Linked DNA regions of Mus musculus: region 2 is linked to region 1. The links are chromatin contacts, called in public Hi-C maps. All regions are on one chromosome and are shown on one strand. The core of a region is the stretch at or near the end of the contact, and the rest is flanking DNA. Distances in the headings are between cores, read along the strand shown.

Evidence for each region. A called contact is a pair of places that touch in the nucleus more often than the background predicts.
Region 2: a Hi-C map of regulatory T cells shows a contact between it and region 1, with 2.2 times the contacts expected there. The contact joins the enhancer-like site here to the promoter of Fam3c in region 1. A contact is called at or near these places in 1 of 39 promoter capture datasets (the HPC-7 cell line), 4 of 15 datasets of contacts at CTCF or cohesin (CD8 T cells, the G1E-ER4 cell line, the NIH/3T3 cell line and 1 more), 25 of 484 Hi-C or Micro-C datasets (B cells, CD4 T cells, CD8 T cells and 12 more), 14 of 115 datasets of contacts at active chromatin or transcription factors (the 230-238 cell line, SST interneurons, bone marrow-derived macrophages and 7 more) and 2 of 9 other capture datasets (adipose tissue and liver).

The regions. Positions count from the first base shown.
Region 1 is chr6:22,353,544-22,358,820 of GRCm38.p6, reverse strand. Fam3c (family with sequence similarity 3, member C) reads left to right here and starts at 2,740. Exons shown (of 10, transcript NM_138587.4): 1 at 2,740-2,826.
Region 2 is chr6:22,406,190-22,411,466 of GRCm38.p6, reverse strand. No RefSeq gene overlaps it. Among named protein-coding and RNA genes, the nearest start is that of Gm38773, 17 kb to the right of the region's middle. Within about 2 kb of position 2,031, at least 48 of the 459 cell types and tissues checked have an H3K27ac peak or open chromatin away from gene starts, as enhancers often do. A contact at or near this core is called in B cells, CD8 T cells, the G1E-ER4 cell line and 9 more, where this site is marked.

The DNA of each region.
Region 1 (5,277 bases), core at 1,491-3,990:
GATTGTAGTTTTATCTCAAACCCCACGTGCACTGAATAAAGGATAAATCTTCTTCTTTCCTCCTCCTCCTCCTTTGTATTTTTGAGACAGAGTCTCTCTTTGTAGTCCTGGGTGTCCTACACCTTACTATGTAAACCAGGCTGGCCTTGAATTCACAGAAATCCACCTCTCTCTGCCTCTCAAGTGCTAGGATTAAAGGTATGTGCCCCCAGGCCTGAACAATGAATATGCTTTTTAAGCAAGCAAAAGAGAGGGACTATGAAGTTACTCATATGGGGTGCAGCTTGTCTCTGTGAGGTCTTAGCACTTTGACTCTGGGCATAGCTTCCTTCTCCTCCTTCCCTTCCTCCTCTGTATTTATAGGATTACACGAATAAGCAGATGTAACAATCTTAGACATGTGCTGTCACATAGTAAGTATACAAGCAACGTTAGCTTTAGAATATAAGTGATCATTGCCTGTCATTATAAGACACAGTAATATCAGGTTGGTTAGTACCTCCCAAAGCTGTAACGTTCCCTACATTCTCCTTACCTGTGAAATCTTCCAAGAGCTTTCACTAATCCTGAGCACTTCCCCTGTCTACTTACCCTAGACAAATAAAACCCAGGAAGTTGGCCCAACTCTTCCACAAAACAGGCTAACTCACAACCATTCTAAACAAGTGACTCATTGACTGAAAACAAAAGCAAAACAAAACCACAACCCGTGTACTGAGTAGGAAATATATATAGTCTACATTATAACACAAAACATATACATAGACACAGATTCCCACACACCGTGCGGCACGTGTTTTAGGAATGGTTTAGCTCTAGTCTGTTCAATGAATCAAAGGGAAACAATGTTGGTTGTAACTCATTTATTAATTTTATTGTTGACCAAAAAATGGATTCTGAGCTTTCTCTTATTGTGTGTTGGAAATTGGAAATCAAACTGACTTTCGGAATAAGCATTGCTTATTTTATCAGAATAAAATAATTCAGGTTTTATCAGAAGGTAGCAAATATAGTTTCCTTCCTAGTCTGTTAAGTTACCGAGGAAACGCTCATTCCCAAACGGGAATTTATTTTCCCACTCGAGAGATTTCATCAATTCTTTTAGTGGGATACAGGAACTAGAGGGGAGGCGCATGTATATTAACTGTTATGGCTTTTTAATACTGTAAAATCCAAATACCCCTCTCCCCTATGGGTTTATATATTTGAATGCTTAGCTACCAGTTAGTGAAACTGTTTAAGAAGGATTAGGAGGTGTGGCCTTGGAGGAGGCGTGTCACTAGGGGCGGGCTTTGAGGTTTCAAAAGCCCAACAATGTCTATTCTGTCTGTTGTCTGTGGATCATGATCTGAAGCTTTCAGCTACTGCTTAGGTGCCATGCCTGTTGGCTTCCCACCTTGATGACCATGGACTAATCCTCAGAAACTGTAAGAAAGCCCTGAATTAACTTTTTTTGTTTGTTTGTTTGTTTTTTGTTTTGACAAGAGTTGCCTTGGTCATAATGTTTCTTCATAGCAACTAAGTAACAAGGCAAAGGACTAGACAAGTGTTTGAAATTTAGCTCAGATGTTTACTGTCTCTTTCCCTTTCCTGGGGCCTAAGCAACAGAATTCATAGTTTTTATTTTATTTATTTATTTAATAATTTTGCTATACATTAACTTTCTTTAAAAGATTTATTTATTTATTACATGTAAGTACACATTAGCTATCTTCAGACACTCCAGAAGAGTGCTCCAGATCTCGTTACAGATGGTTGTGAGCCAACGTATGGTTGCTGGGATTTGAACTCAGGACCTTCGGAAGAACAGTCAGTGCTCTTAACTGCTGAGCCATCTCTCCAGCCCCCATAGTTCTTTTTAGGTTGTGTGTTTTATGTTTTGGAGGGAATGTTGAAATTTGATGACATAATTGTTATGATTAAACCCTATTACTTCATTAAGTTTAATTTTTGCTACCATAAATTATCCTGATTTCCAAAAAAAGAAGTTAGCAGTTGCAAATTATACAGATATGGATTTGAAACTAAAAATATTGTATTCTTAGATTGTGCATAGTAAAATTTGTGTTAATTTCCCAGTTACTCATAAAATCTTGATAAAAGGTAAACTTCCTAACAGATGAGAAAAACATTCCTCATACTGCTAATAATTTGAAAGAAGAAATTGACATGCAGCATGCAAACAATATTCTTCCCCTTGGATAGATTATTCGGGGTTGCAGAATTCGTTCTGAATCCCCTGTCTAGAGGATTTTTATGATCAGTTTCCTAGCTTGCAGGAGTCAAGTGAAGATTCCCCATGGTCCTAGTCTGAATCAGCTCTAGACTAGGACTGGTCATTTCAAATTGCCTCCTGAAGTACGTTAGGGTCAGGATTGTGTGTGTGTGTGTGTGTGTGTGTGTGTGTGTGTGTGTGTGTGTGACTGAAGGGCGGAGGCGCTGACACATTTTCCTTCCTCCCCGGGTGCCTCTCAGGTCCTGGCTGCGGACGCGGCAGCTCCCACGTGGCAAGTTCACATTGAGTCGCAGACGCGACCCGGGATCTTGGCGGCTGTGGTCCTTCCTCCAGGGACCTCAGCGTCGGCTCGGTCCTCCACCGCCAGGGGGCGTGCGCGGCTCCGCGGTTGCCGGGCTCATTGGCCGCGTCGGGAAGCGTGGGAGGAGGCCTGGGGCGAGCTGGCTTCCTCCTCGGCGCGGGCGGGCGCGCGGCGAAGCCGGAGGAGCCGGGGAAAGCCGAGGCGCGATCGGCGCGCTCGGGAGGAGGCGGCGGCGGTGGCACCTCCCGTCGGCCTCCGACAGGACTGACGGCGGCGCGACCGCAGACGGGTGAGGCTCGGGCTGGCGGCTGGGCTGGGCGCGGCTGGGCGCGTGGAGGCAGGAGCGGACGGAGCACCTCGCCGGCTGCCGGTTGCCTCCTGCCTCGCAGCGCGATGCGGGTCTTGGCTGCAGCGGGGCCCGGCCGTCCGGAGCATCGCGGCCCGCTCAGCGGCGTCTGCCCCGGGCGTTGGGTCGCGAGTGCCACCGGGCTCCGGCTGCACCTGGAAGCGGGTGTTTGCCCCTCGTGGTCGGTATCCTGCAGGTTGAGCGTTCCCAGAGAACTGGATGGGATGGACGGGCGTGCTGGATTCGAACTCTGTGCTGGACCGCCTAGACCCACTCGTAAAGTTTGCATTTCTGCCCAACTGGAGCTGCTTTCTCCTTTTGCAAGTGAACACATAGGTGTTCTATGTCTTTGATGAGTGCTGTTCATTTTATTTTTAGTTTTATTTTCTGCTGCGTTCACAGATGTAGTATGCATGATGGTCAGCGCTCTTATACTTAGTAATGAGTCCCAGATGGACGATTTGAGATCGACACATCTAGCTGTAACTTGCGGGGAGTCATCAGCTTCAATTTACATAGTTAATTCCTATAATATAGAACTACTATCTGATAGAACTTTTGCTTCGTTTCTTCATAGGAAGAAATACATGTATACAAAGTCCCTAATTTGCATCTTTACCGTCTTAGATAGAGTTACCCAGTATTTCCTAGCGCATATTTAGTTTTCACAACTCCTCACACGGGTCCTATTATTACTGCTCAGATTTTACAGATTAGGACACCTATTTCCTGAGAAAGTTTTAAAGTTGGATGGTAATGGCGGATCCCATGGCCTGAGCTTTCCTGGAAGGACCAGTGATAGACTTAAAATTTCCAAGTCTTTGGAAACATTGTTTCTCATACAGTGCCTTAGGGAGCACAGAGAAACCTCCATTACTGAAGAAGTAAAGTTAATAACTTCCCAGATGCCACTCACTAAGAAAAGTAAGTTACTCTCCCTTGCCCTGCTGTCTTACATCCCTGCTGTCTTACATCCTGTTTCTTTCTGGAGGTTGCTCATCTGATGATTTCTCTCCGGCAGTTTGCTAGGTTTTTAGTTTTATGCTAGTGATTAGGTTTGTTTCATAGAATCTTAAGACATGTACTCATTAAAACAACCAGCTGATGACTTCCAGCACGTTACGGCTCGACGCATCAAATTCAAGTCGTTCATCTGTCGTTGCTCATTACTCAGGTATAAGAGCATCATGCAAACTACAGCTGTGAACACAGCAGGAAAAAAAAAAATAGAAAAAAAATATTTCTTCTTTGTAGGAAGAAATTGTAACATAAAAAGGGCGAGATAGAATTCCTCTAGTCGGTGACATTCTGCGACCCTATGGTTGTGGAGACGCGAAGCTACAGAATGATGGAATTATGTAGACCAGAGAGGCAGGCACAGACTCTCAATGGCACATTTCTCCCTTTTGGTCCCTCCCTCGGTAAGACTGTTGAGCGTCTTGTGTGATAGTTTGATTGCTGCGTGAGCATCCTCAGCAGTGAGTTTCTGGTGATTTTCATCACGGCTCCTCCAGGCTTGTTAAGGCAGTTCTGTGGGATCAGCTGTGTAAACTAATGGCACCCTGCATTACCTGCAATTAGTGGGCTTGGAGTGAGTTTTGAAGGGCATTGCATAGGATCAAAATAGGAGCTTGTAAAATTGTCTTAGCTGATACAACTTCTCCCTCAGTGCCTTCTTTTTATTCTGTGCCCCTGGCTGCTGAGCTGCCTGCCTTTCTGTGTGGGCAGATAGAAGCACCCTGTTCCAGCACTTTCCCTCAGGGGAGCTTTTGGCTGCTGCAATCTGTGAACCTTGATATACTTCAGTTCTACACTTGACCTAGGTATGAATGAAGTGCAGGGAAACCCGGAAACATGAGATCCTGTGAATCCATATCAAGTGGAATGTGAAGTAGTTACAGGAAATGAAGATCCCACCATGATGGGTGGAAATTTATTCCCTCCTGCTCTTGTTTTCTTTCTTAAAAATAAAACAAAACCCCAACACAGTGAAAGCTGAAATACTGATGTTCTATTTTGATCCTCCTATAGTGAACACTTATTTTTTCATTTTTCTCAAAGGAAATTTACTTATTTTTACCTTGCATTCTTTTCATATGTAAGGGGTGGGGCCAAGGCCCATGCTGTGGCGCATGTGTGGCGATCAGGGACCATTTGTAGGAGTTGGTTTTCTTTCTGGAACTCGAAGTCAGGATGTCAGACTTGTCAGCATACTTACCTTCTGAGCCCTTTGTCATTGTACTCGATAATATTTGTCTGTCTGCCCATCTTTCCCGTAGTAGGATAGGGTAGGATTAAGGTATTGAAACAGCTGTAGAATTCTAAAGGAGCAAGCAAAACTAAATGTTATTTTTAAGGTCTCTGCACTGGGTTCCAGAAATCCAATGACCATTT
Region 2 (5,277 bases), core at 782-3,281, 53 kb before region 1:
TGTAGCTCCTGCTTTCATAAGCATTCCCTTTGCATCCCTGTTCTGACACTATGTACTGATGCCTGAGAGAGGAACATCATCTCCTTCTGATCCCTATAAGCTACTTTTCTGGGTCCAGCTATGGCACTGACCTAACAGGCTCTCTGCTAATGTGTTTGGAGGTTTCTATGACTCTGGCTTTGGGGCTTTCTGCCTTATGGACAGGTACATTTTTCTCTGTCCTATTAATCTCCTTGAAAGCAGAGGTTCAAGTTGGCTCAACCCTTAGATGAATTTGGGTCTTGATCATCCATCAGCAATTCTCTTCATAAGTGCATTCTGGTGGAGGATGGTGAGATGCCCCTTTAAACTCAGTACTTGGGAAGCAGAGATAGGTGGATGGACCTCTGTGAGTCTGAGGACAGCCTGATCTACATAGTGAGTGCTAGGCTAGCTATGGATACTTAGTGAAAAGCTGTCTCAAGCAAACAAAAAAGACTCCAGGACTTTTCCTGCTTGGTTTGTTGCAAGTAGTCTAATGTCCTGTAGATTCAACCACATTGCAACTAACAGCCTTATTCAATTAAAATCTCTCACTAAAGTCCTATTTTTTTAAAAAAAAAAATCTATTAATCCTACTGGTAAGAATAAGACCTCTGTCATAATTTTTGAACCAAATTTGAAGCAAGCTTTATTAAACACTGGCCCAGGATTCCCAAGGTGATGTTAGTCGTTAGTCAGGGACTTATACAGGTAAAATCCACAAGGCTACATGCTTCCTGCCGTCATCCAAACACTGCTAAGCATACATCCTGACACACCCCCTGCCTATGTGAGCAAGCACATGCTGTGCGTTTGGAACAACCAAGCTTACAGAAGCAAAGAACACATGGCTTGTTGCTTGTATGAACAGGCCCCAGCTGTCCAAGAAGTTATCTTATCTGTCCTTGGGCAAGTGAGGCTTGCAAGTTTGAGGAATTTTTGTTTTATAGATCTCTTACCCATAGTAATTTAAACTTAAAACACAATGTTAGCCCTCATACTTCCTTATGAAAATCATCTTCCATTATCTAATACAACCATATGTCAACATTTTCAGACTAAATAATCTACATCCCACCTGCACAATTTATCTTTTTATCATTATAATTTAAATAATTATATATTTAATAACTGTCAAAATCATGACATATCCTATCAACAACACACATATGACAAGAAAAACTAACTTTCAAAATATAGTAGGACGAGACATCTTTCCACAAAGAAAGGTTTATCCTATACAGTACAACGTTATTTTGCATATGAGTTAGTCAGAGATCGGCCTGCTTCTACCTTCTGAGTACTGAAATTAAAGGTATGCACCACCATGCCCAGTTTCACTATGCTTTTGTTAATACATACTGTTCACACTCAGTAAAGCCTCAGCAACATTGATAGTGAGGTTGGGGAAGTAAGGAAATTATTAAAGAAAAGGAGACTGACATGTAACCATTCCTGATTCATGGACCTTTTGAGTTTTTCTCCCTTTCCTCTATGTAAACTTTCTAGGAAATTTAGACCTTTGAAAAGCCTAAATTATTAACCAAATTCTTTGCATGAAAAAATTTTTAGTGTACAGTGACACTTTGCTAGGATAGTTTGGGTTAAACTTCCAATATGATAAATACAAAGTTAAGTGGTACATGAGTGCTCTGTGGAAACCATGACAGACAGACGCCTCCTCACTGTCACATACACATCTGTGGATTTCACAAAACCTTCATGAGCTAAAAAAACTATGAATATTCCTCTATCACCGGCTTCCCTCTTTCCCTCTCTCGTTACTCCTTCCTTCCTTCCTTCCTTCCTTCCTCCCTCCCTCCCTCCCTCCCTTCCTTTCTTCCTTCTTTCCTTCCTCCCTCTCTTCCCCTCTCTTTTCTTGCTTTCTTTCTTTCCTTCTTTCTTTTAATGTGTAAACTTTGTGTCTCAAGAATAACATGAAGATGTCTTAGAAAGCAGGTGTTTCCCCACCACTATTGAAAACACTAGGCTATTGAGTTTCCAGGTGTTCAGTAGAGGAAGTGATGATCAAAGACTTAAATATTCCATTCTAGTTCTTTTGTTTTTCAAAGCCTAAAATATGTCTGTCAAAGACTCTGGGAAGCGGGGCAGCAAATGCATCAAACTGAGCAGAGTCCTCTGCCTGTGTTAGGCTCATCACTGTCCTCAGGAAAAGGGCAATGTGTGCCTGAACCTAAACTGAAGAGGGTGTGAGTGTTCCCAGCGTCTCTTCATATTGCTGGAAAGATAGCACACAGGAACCCCTGGGTTATCGTGGGCTTTGTGGACCACCACTGGACAGAGGCAAAGTTCACTCTCCCGATTGTTTGCTTGCTTGTGCCTTTGTTATCTCATTATAACAACTGGGAGGATCATTTGCAGCTACTGAGCAAAACTGTCACATGCTAAGCATTAAATCATAGACGTTAAAAACGAAAGTGGTGCTTTAAGAAGACAGAACTAAAAACAGAATCATGTGACCTTCAGTGAATTCTTGGTTCTAACAAAAGAAAATGTGCATCATCTGAGCATGAAATGCTTTAGTCCCGTTAGGTGAGCTGAAAATACTGCAATCAATGATGTGATGTATTTTGTTTTTGTATCCTGATAAGAATTTTAGAATTGTGATGTGATGCCAGCAGAAAGATCTGGAATGAAAAGGGCTTCAGGGATACAGTTTCTGAAGATTCAAAGCAGTATTCTAATAAAATAAAAGGCTTTACAGAAGGTGGGGGTGCAGAAATGGAAGGCATTCTCTGGTAGGATACTGTGTCCACATATCAGGGCTATAGAGAAACATTAGCCTCAGTGTGTTATCTGCTAATTCTAACTGTTTTATTTTATTTAGGCAATGGAATGATGGGAAGAAACTTTGTGAGCTGAGAAATCATTCCCTGGAGAGATAGATCTCAGTCAGTTTTCAGACTTGATTGGCAAAGGTACTCACAACACAAAACCCAGAGCACACGAGATCCCGTACATGCACAACTGATGGATTGGAAATGTAAAGTCTCCAAAAAATTTTAACAGGTGCTACAAAAGTTGGAGATGGACAGGCATGGTCGAACATTTAATTCCAGCACCTGAGGGTCAGAGGCAGATGAATTTCTGTGAGTTCGAGGCCAGGCTGGTCTATACAGTGAGTCCCAGAACAGCCAGAGCTACACAGAGAAACCCTGTTTCAAAACAAAACATCAAAGAAGAGAGGACTTTATAGAGAGGTAACAAATGAATAGGATATTTCTTGGCTATTATTACATATGTAACTATCACAGACTTAGCAACTTAGAGCACTTTCAACATCTCAAATTTTCTGCAAGTTATGAACCAGGGCTTTTCCTTTTTCTTTATCAGCTCACAGGGCTATAATGAGAGGTTTTCTTTGCAGAAAGTCAGTCCTCAAGCTCACACAGGTAGGACTAGGCAGTAACTGATTCTGAGGGCTGTGGACTGAGAGCCATGCTTCCTAGCAAACGGCTGCCTGGAATTCATTCTCTCTTTGCTCCTCCCAACATAGCTACATACTTCATCCAAGAAGTCAAGGGAAAGTCTTCCAGCAAGAAAAGACACTACTCTATGAAGCCTGGTCATGACAGTAACATTGGTCCACCTTTAGTCTGTAGACTAGAAGCAGATTAATAATTCAGTTCAAACAAAAAGAGGTTATTTGACCCAGAAAAATACACGTACATATACATACACATACACACACACACAAACGCATGCATGTGCACAGGCACACACACACACACACACAGAGGGGGGGAGGGGGAGAGACAAAGACAGAGAATTGTAAAACAAGCTTTGGTTTAGAACTGAAGATATTGCAATTAAGGTTTGCTGTAATTGCTGTGGTCTGAACGTGAGTGACACTAAGGCAAATATAAAATAGGAGAAAGTCATCTGACAAACGGACAATAGATGGATAATGAGAACAAGATAAATTGAGAAGGAAATCTTTCAACAGCTAAGGAGAGATGAACTCTTGTAAACATGGAAGGACTTGTAGAGCACAGGTGAAGGAGGCACTGCCATCGTTAGCTTCAGCTATCAATATGACACCAACTAGAATCACCTGGGAAGAGAGGAACTTCCTCCATCAGATTGGCCTGTGGCATGGCTTTAAGGTATTTTCTTGGTTTGTTATTGATATGGGAAGGCCCAGCTGCTGTGGCAGTGGCATTCCAGGTAGATTGCCTTGGGTTGTTTAAGGAAGAAGGCTGAGCATGAGCAAGAGTGAGTTAGCAGTATTCTTCCATGGTCTCTGTTTCGGTTCCTGCCTCTACATTGTAACATGGTCCCAGATCTTCATAGGCCCCCAGACCTTAGCACAACTGACTCCATGATAGAAGTACCATTCAGGCCATAAAACAACAATAGACAGCACCACCAGCCAAAAATGAAAACAAAGGCCATATCCATCAAAGTCTATAGTTCTGGGAAAGTCCCTAAATGTACTGACCTTGCTGTTTGGCTTCTGTGGTTGCACTTTTGGCTAACTGTTCTTGTTAACTGAAGTATATCAACCCAGAACATGGCTTTTGTGCTTGAAAGCTCACCCCAAGAAAGGCTCAGTGCTATACACTGAGATCCTAAACACCCATTTAGTCGCCAGCTGGCTAGTAAGGACTTTTTATTGGCTTATATCCATATCTGAGCAGTTGTCTCTGGTGGCTACCCAACAGCAAGGCTCCTGCCTGGAGTATTCCCCCCACGATGGACTGTAACCTGGAAGCCAAATGAACCTGATCCACATCCAAGTTGCTTTGGTCAGTGTTTTACCACAGTAACAGAAACCAAACTAGAAAAATCACTTATGCCAAAGGGAGAAAACGCAGAATATACCGGGTATAAACACAAGTAATTCAGTCAGTTTGAAGAGAAGCACTTTTTGAACAGCTTCTATTTTATCAGGGGGAAAAAAAAGCAGGCAAGGTCACTAGCTTGAAGCAGGTGTTGTAAGTTTAATGTCACATCAAAGAAAGAAATAAGAAATGTAAGAAAGAAAAGGTCAGAGCAAGAAAACAATAATGAAGTCAACAGCTATATATTTACAAAGAGCCATAAAACTGTATTGCTTTTAAGAAATATCTATATCTACATATTTCCCATAAGCCGGGAAGACTCATAAGGAAAAGACTCTTTATAGACTTATCTGGAGACTGTATACACATGAGAAAGCAAGGGTGCTTCTTGACTTCTCTCCTTGCCCATCTGTTCACTGTCCCTGGGGGTTTTGTTTGTTTGGTTGGTTGG